Regions from separate parts of the Macaca mulatta genome. Here region 2 is linked to region 1. A link is a contact called in public Hi-C data. All regions are on one chromosome and are shown on one strand. Each heading gives the region's core, a stretch centred on a gene start, on an enhancer-like site or on the middle of the called end of the contact. The rest is flanking DNA. Distances are from core to core; before and after follow the strand shown. Region 1 holds the start of WBP11 (WW domain binding protein 11). Region 2 overlaps PDE6H (phosphodiesterase 6H).

Region 1 (3,680 bases), core at 570-3,069:
AGATCTCCATCATTCTTTGGAAATGTGATGAGTGTGAAGACCACTTTGAATATCCTCAAGTCATTACTTTATCTTTTTTCTTATGGATCACAGCACTGACTTTGTCAACTGATAAAAAAACAACTAGAAAATGCTTTAACGATATGGCACAAACCATGAACATCAGAATTCATTAGTCCTTCTTCTATAACCTCCCTTTATTAACACGTAATTGTAAAAGAAGAATACGAACGGAATGGGGGTAATGGATCTAGGCTCAAAACAAACACCTCACCCTTGCCTCGCTCCATGGTTTTTCTTGGCATGTATGCTGTACATTCTCAACACTTCTAAGACACTAAAAACTCATTCATTTAAGCATATTTAATTCAGATATAATGCTTGACTCTCAAGAGTTCAAAACACAACTAAAAATGCAAGTATTTGAAATTAGTGCTACACTGAGAGCTCCCCAAAATTTAAATATTAAGACACATATTTTTCTAATACCTGACTCCCAATATATATTTCTTAAGGTAACTAAAGGGAATACTTATTCTTGTTTGAGGAAAAAATATTTTGTAAGCTAAAACTTTTATTAACACAATACCCTATTACATGACTTCTTCCTCTTATTCCAAAAGAATGGGGCTTAATTTTTTGAAGCATTCTTTCCAGTAACAAAGGTGGACAAATTTGTTTCCTTTTGCAAGTAGACACTTTTTAAAGGGAAGAAAGGGAAGATTTTCAGACCAGTTTGTTACAGTTAATGTGTCTTTCGCCAAGTGTCCAATTGCCCCGAAAGCCAGATGTTTCAGAAAGCTAGATGTTTCATAGCTGTTCTGGTGGCAATTACTTCAAGACGGTGGTGTCAAAGGCTCTGATTTTTAGCTTCCTCATCTAAAAAATGGGGACATCAATTACTTTATAACAAAGCTCTGATGATACAACGGGATTACAAATAAAATATCTTGTGATGTTTGACTCACTATTTAACTATAATCTTTATAATGGATCCATATTCCTGCCCTAGCTACCATACACCCTGTCAAGTGGTTTCCTTCTCAGAAAAACTGGGGGGTGGAGGTGTGGGTGGGAGAGCAGCAGGGAGTAGGAGGTAGGGAAGGAAGAAAACATGCAAAATTCGTACAAATACAAGCTCTCCCATCTTTGATTGCCTGCGTTTTTCGTGCTTTCCTTTCTCAAGCGGGCTCATGTTCTGAATCTCCTCCCCCACAAATGAAACACAACGGATACGAATTACAGAGAATTTTACGGAAGATACGGGAGCTTAAGTCTGCAAAGATTAGTTTTTTGTCTACAAGCGGGGGCGACTGGAAAAATCAAGCCAAATAACCGTTGGGGAACTGTAAATAGCCAAAAAACCTTCAATGGGATAGGGTCCAGGTCCACCAAAGGAGGCAACACCAGCAACTGCCGAAACCATAGTGACGGTTGACCGACCATGACTCGAGGTACAAGACGTCAAACCTAAGGCTACCAATCAACGTGCATAGGAAGCGGCCCCAACCGCCCCGGGCGATGCCAACCGCGTAACCACTGGTCGCCGCGCCACCCCAGGCCCTGGAATACCCCAGTCCGCAACCGGGAGACCCCAGCCGGGGAGAGGAGGAGCGGGGCAAAGGGACTGGGTGTCCCCCAAGCCACTGCGCGGGCCGTGGAAGGGACGAAAGAGATGAGGAAAAGAAGTAGAGCAACTCCATACACTCACACTTCTGCTGTGCTCCCAGGACTACGAGAAGCGGGCAGGGGGCGATTCCCGGCCTCTTTCACTTCGTAAGGGCCTTCAACTCGGCCTCTCGGTCTACCCCTCAGCTACCGCCATCTTGAAACCTCGCGCCCCTCCGCAATCCTTACGTCATTTCCCATTCCTCTGTCCCGCTGTCTCTTAGCGCAGCTCGGCCCTAGAACCATAGAGAATACTCAAGAATTCCAGGACCAGAGTCTCTTCCGGTCCCATACAATACTCCATTGGTTGGTTGTCGGCTAAGAGCCCGCCTCATTGCGCTCATCTAGTACAATAGGAATTGAAAGAAGATAGCTGCTATCTGATTGGCTGACGGTCCTGTCTCTCAAGTTGGAGGCGTTCTGACCTAGTTGCTGGGGGCGTAATGCGTTGACCTGTCCGAGAACGGTACTTTCTGCAGATGCAGAAGCGTTCCGCGTTTTGTGTCTCTTGGAATTACGTTAGTTTTTGGATTTTTATGTTTCTTATGACGCAAGCAGGTGCGATCCTTTAGGGGTGTCTCCGTTTGTAAACGAATACCCAGATAACATTTGCTACTGAGTTTAATCCGCTTTGTAAGCATCAGGTTATCCCATGTGGGCGTCTGGTACGTGTGGAAATTTAATAGACGCGCAGAACAGAACATTTGTAGACCACCTGAACAAATAAATCAGCACCCGTATTAGAGTCGCAAATTGCTTATACGGGCGGTGATTTATTATTTATTTATTAGTAGTGTTCTGAAGAAGAAATACGGGGATACATATGCAGTCGGTTTTAAGTTTATGAGTGGCAAGGTTGATATATATTGGCCGTATTCCCTACTGGTCTATTCACCAGCCAAAAGTCCTCTATGATGTCACTCTACGTACAGGATTATTCACTTAACTCTAGCCTTTGCCCTTTCCTTACCTACTATCCCCTCTTTCCCTGAGTCAGCCCCCACTTATTTCCCTTAAAGGTAAGTTTAAACATTTAAAAAACTATCTTAGAGGGTACGCTTGGTTATTTCTAATCTTAACCAGACTATCCCTTGTAGGAAGTCTATTCTTACCACCAGTTATAAATATTTCAAAATATTGTTGGAGATACATATTAATTTTTGGCAGAATCTTTAAACTGCCCTTGAAGGTAATATGATCGGTCCTATACCTAAACTTACCTTTGTGTTAGGAAATTCTTGATTTGATTTTAGATTGAATTTCAGTGTCGGAAAGCAATGACAAGATCTGGTAGGTTAAAGCTGATAAACCAGGTAAAACATAAAAAAGAAAATAATCTTGAATTTTGAAGATGAACTAAGTTGTAATATTTTGCAACTTGTTTTTTTTTCTTCTTAACACCATATTAGTGGTCATAGTTTTGCAACTCGTTTTGAAAAACAATGCGAGAAGAGAAAGAGAAAACAAACTGTTTGTTGGAAATATTAAAGTCTTTCATGTAGCTAAAATTTTTCCTGTAGCTAATATTATTAAGATAGGCTGAGCAGTTTTTATTTCAATACATTTCTTGTACTTGGATGGGAGAATCAGCTATAACAAACGCAGTCTGGCATCAACAGCATATTAATAATTTTGTCAGTATAGACTAAAAGAGTCCTCATGGGAATTACTTACTGGCAAAGGATTTAGAAAACAAACACATCTGCAGAGATTCAGCTGAACCATTAATAGGCCTCTATAGCCTTTGGCGTTTTCTAAAATCAGGTAATTAGTGAAATGGCCCACCTAATGCGTCGTGTATCAAAGGCAGCTGCCTCCTTTTTGCTAGTGTTGAAAATGAAATTATATTAATTTTTCTGAAAACATAATAAAGTATGACTTTCCTTTAAATGACAAATGCTTTGAGAGTAGTGACCTTCTATTCTGCATCCTAAATGCATTTTATTCCTGTGAGCTGTGTTTTGCTTGCTTGTCTTTTAAATGTTTCAGTGTTTGAACATTCACTTGAGCGA
Region 2 (3,680 bases), core at 316-2,815, 190 kb after region 1:
AGCTTGTATTAGGGTTTTTATCCTTTGTGTTGTAAAGTTCTAAGGGTTTTGATAAATACCATGTACCCACCATTATAGTACATTCTGTAGTACATATAGTATTATACAGAATAGTTTTGCTGCCCTATGCTTCACCTGGTCACCCTTCTCTCTCTCTCTAAACCCTCGACATCCACTAATCTTCTGTCTGTATAGTTTTGCCTTTTCCAGAATGTGGTATAGTTCGAATCATACAGTATATAGCTTTTCTGGACTAGCTTCTTTCATTTAACAATATTCATTTAAGGTTTCTCCATGTTTTTATATGGCTTGATAGCTCAGTTTTTTAAATCATGGAACAATACTCCATTGTAGAGATAAACACAGTTTTTTATCCTATTGAAAGATACCTTGGTTGCTTCCAAGTTTAGCCAACAATGGATAAAATGGCCCTAAAGATTTATGTGCAGGCTTTTGTCTGGACATATTTTCAACTCATCCAACACACCTTTGATAAATGGTAGCATTTGTAGTAATCAGTGTCCTTCCCAGGCAATCCTCAGTGTATCTTTCTGCAGCCAAATACCAATCCTGGGATCTCGAATACATTTTCCAGCCACATTATAAAGCAATTTTGCTATTCTCCTAGATTAACTGCTTCTGTATTTTGGCAAGGTGCATGCAAGACCAGCAAATTTGCTTTGGGATCTGGAAGATGTGCTTGACTCTAACCGTATATTTGGAATAATGTAATGAGGCTTATACTGAGTGAAAGTCTGAGGTCTTTGACCTGGTTCTGGTCTCAGCTCTACAACTATGTGGTTTTTGCTAATTATTTCATCTCTCTGGGTGTCAGCAAGCTTCTTTGTAACTGAAGGATAATAATATCTTACTTTCTAAAACAAGAAGCTGGATTAAAAGATGCCTTGTGATCATTTTTCAATATGTGATTGGATATAGGCAATTCAAAATGTAAAGGAATAGAAGAATAATTAGAGAAGAAACTGATCTAGATTGGTAGGGAAGACTATGGATACCTAGACCATGGAGATTCAAAGTGTTCCTCTTTTTCATCTTAGCCCTTGGCCTGACTAGAATTCCACTTTTGCTTCCTCCTTAGTGGTTGTGGTTTGGGGAGACTCTGTGTGATCAGTGGGCTGTACCCCCCCAGGGAACCCCTCAGTCAAAAGCTGTGGGTCGCCACCCCCCTCAAAGAGGAAGCAGAATGAAACCAACAGAGATGCCTGGTGCAACAATTAAGCAATTGGTCTGATCCTTCCTGGGCCGCAGGACCACTCTAGGTAACTTCTCAGTCAGGGGATAATGAGCAGGAGAGAGGAGTGAAGTGTCTCTGCCTGAACGGCATCTTTCTGTGAAGAGACTTTTTTTGGGGTGAGGTTGGCTTACATACTCTTCCATCTCTTGCAGATATCACAGTGATTTGTCCGTGGGAGGCATTCAGCCACCTGGAATTGCATGAGCTCGCTCAGTTTGGGATTATTTGAGGTGCCAGAGGTTCTGCCACTCTCAACGACATCTGCTGTAATTTTGGTTACTTTTGCCCTGATGATCTGCCGGAGTCTTGAAATTCAGCTGATTGGAAGTGGTTTTGTTGACTTTCGAGGTCATTTCCTATCAGTTACTACTAAGAGTTCTCTTACTATCAGAATCTCTCTTGCAGTACAGCTCAAAATAGTGGATGCATTTCACACTTAACCACCTTTTCCTACCAGCTAGTTAGAAGTCATCAATATTTCTCTACATTTTGTTTATGTGTAAGCCCTTTAAATCTATTTTTGCTAGGCATTCACTATGATTAATAGGAGACCTTTAAGATTACATTTATGTCACTCCCCACCTCCTCTTATTTAATAAAGGAGATATTTACCTTGAATGTTGCTGAAGTTGTATTAAATGCTACATGGAAATATCTGATGCTGTGTTCTGAGAACCAATTAAACAAAGAAGGCACAGTCATACAGGAAATAAGTGCAGTGCTTACAAAACAGCATAGGATGAAGATTTGAATTCTGTAAGTTCATAAATTGTATACTTTCTGGGTCTAAATTTGATTGAACTAGGTTATTTCAGAAGTCTCATGCAGCTCTAAGTTGTACAGTTCTAAGCTGGCGAGGAACTGGGATTTAAACTCGGAATTCTGACAATGTGAGCCTTCTTTTCAGTACTCTGGTTGAGGAAGGTTTCCTTCCACAGCATTCCCTCAATGAAGTTATTTTGTCCAATGGCTTAATATGGTAGTCACGGGAGTTACATACATTGACTGCTTTGTGCACATCTGTAGTAAATCTAACCTTTAAACTGTCAACTGAAAAGATTTATATGCTATAAGGTTTAGACTCATATACAAAGGATAGGCAGTTGACCCTCTAAATAAAATGATGGTTTGCCTTACCCCTGAAGTTGTGTCAGTGTAATGTGCTCATACTTATCTTTTCCCAATACTTTCAAGGCAATTGTGCAACTCAAATGCTGCCTCTATGTGACTTGGATGCTTTGGAACTAACAGTATGAATTTCTTCATTTCAGTTTTGAAATCTGTGGTAAAAGAATGGAGTAAATTAACCGAAGAGAGAGACAGGATGATAGAGAAGCAAGAGATTCAGGTTCTAATCCTGTCTCTACCAGTAAATTACAATATGATTTTGGGCAAAGATCTCACCCTTTTTACCTTCAAGTTTTCCTGAATCAGATAATCTAAGGTTCATGGTGGTGATAAATTCTGTGACTTTGTGGTCTTAGGGGAGTGCAGCACTCAAAAACTTGTGAGTGCTACAGGGCCTGTGTTAACCATTTTGCACGAATGATCAGGTTACCTTCTGGCCAGAAAATTAGAAGTACAAGAGAAAAACTGAGGTATAGATTCAAAAGTGGAACCATGACGTGCCAAGAGGCCAGTGGAAATGTGCGCTTCCTCCTTCAGCAGGAACTCCTGCCTCCACCCAGGCACCTGTCTTCTCTCCTGCCAAAGCTAACCCTTGCCTTTCAAGTCAGCTGCTCCATTTGACGGCCAGTGCCTTCGGTTCATCCCAATTAGGGAGGACTGGCTTCTTCTCCAGCTGGGTGAGACTCTGGTTCACATTTGGCTTACTTTTCAAATATTTCTTTAAAAATGAAGCAATGACATTGACAAAACAGAATGCACTCAAAAGAATGTATCCAAAGGCTACATAAAGAAGGATCTAGAAACTACGCTACATGAAGAATTGTTGAAGGAACTGAAAACATTTAGCTGAGAGAAGAAAACGTTCATTGCCAGCAAATATTTGAGGAGTTGTAATGGTCCACAGCTGTAACAACCTGAATACACCAGATCTTTTTAAAAAGTAATGGTGAAGGCCGGGTGTGGTGGCTCACGCCTGTAATCGCAGCACTTTGGGAGGCCGAGGCGGGCAGATCACGAGGTCAGGAGATCGAGACCACCCTGGCCAACATAGTGAAAACCCGTCTCTACTAAAAATACAAAAAAAAAAAAAAAATCAGCTGGGTGTGGTGGCGTGCTCCTGTAGTCCCAGCTACTCGGGAGGCTGAGGCAAGAGAACCCCTTGAACTGGGGAGGCAGAGGTTGCAGTGAGCCGAGATTGTGCCACAGCACTCCAGCCTGGTGACAGAGCGAGACCCCGTCTAAAAAAAAAAAAAAAAAAAGGTAATGATGAAGCAGGAAGAAGCAAACTTCTTTCATG

What was found. Hi-C and Micro-C count contacts between places; a contact is called where the count stands out from the background.
Region 2: a Hi-C map of blood shows a contact between it and region 1, with 2.6 times the contacts expected there. The contact joins the enhancer-like site here to the promoter of WBP11 in region 1. A contact is called at or near these places in 8 of 14 Hi-C or Micro-C datasets (CD4 T cells, blood, cortical neurons and 4 more).

The regions. Positions count from the first base shown.
Region 1 is chr11:17,240,510-17,244,189 of T2T-MMU8v2.0, forward strand. WBP11 (WW domain binding protein 11) reads right to left here and starts at 1,820. Exons shown (of 12, transcript NM_001257936.1): 1 at 1,712-1,820.
Region 2 is chr11:17,428,501-17,432,180 of T2T-MMU8v2.0, forward strand. PDE6H (phosphodiesterase 6H) reads left to right here. Exons shown (of 5, transcript XM_077953677.1): 5 at 1,408-2,399. The coding sequence ends at 1,484. Among named protein-coding and RNA genes, the nearest start is that of ARHGDIB, 21 kb to the left of the region's middle. Within about 2 kb of position 1,566, at least 9 of the 40 cell types and tissues checked have an H3K27ac peak or open chromatin away from gene starts, as enhancers often do. A contact at or near this core is called in blood, where this site is marked.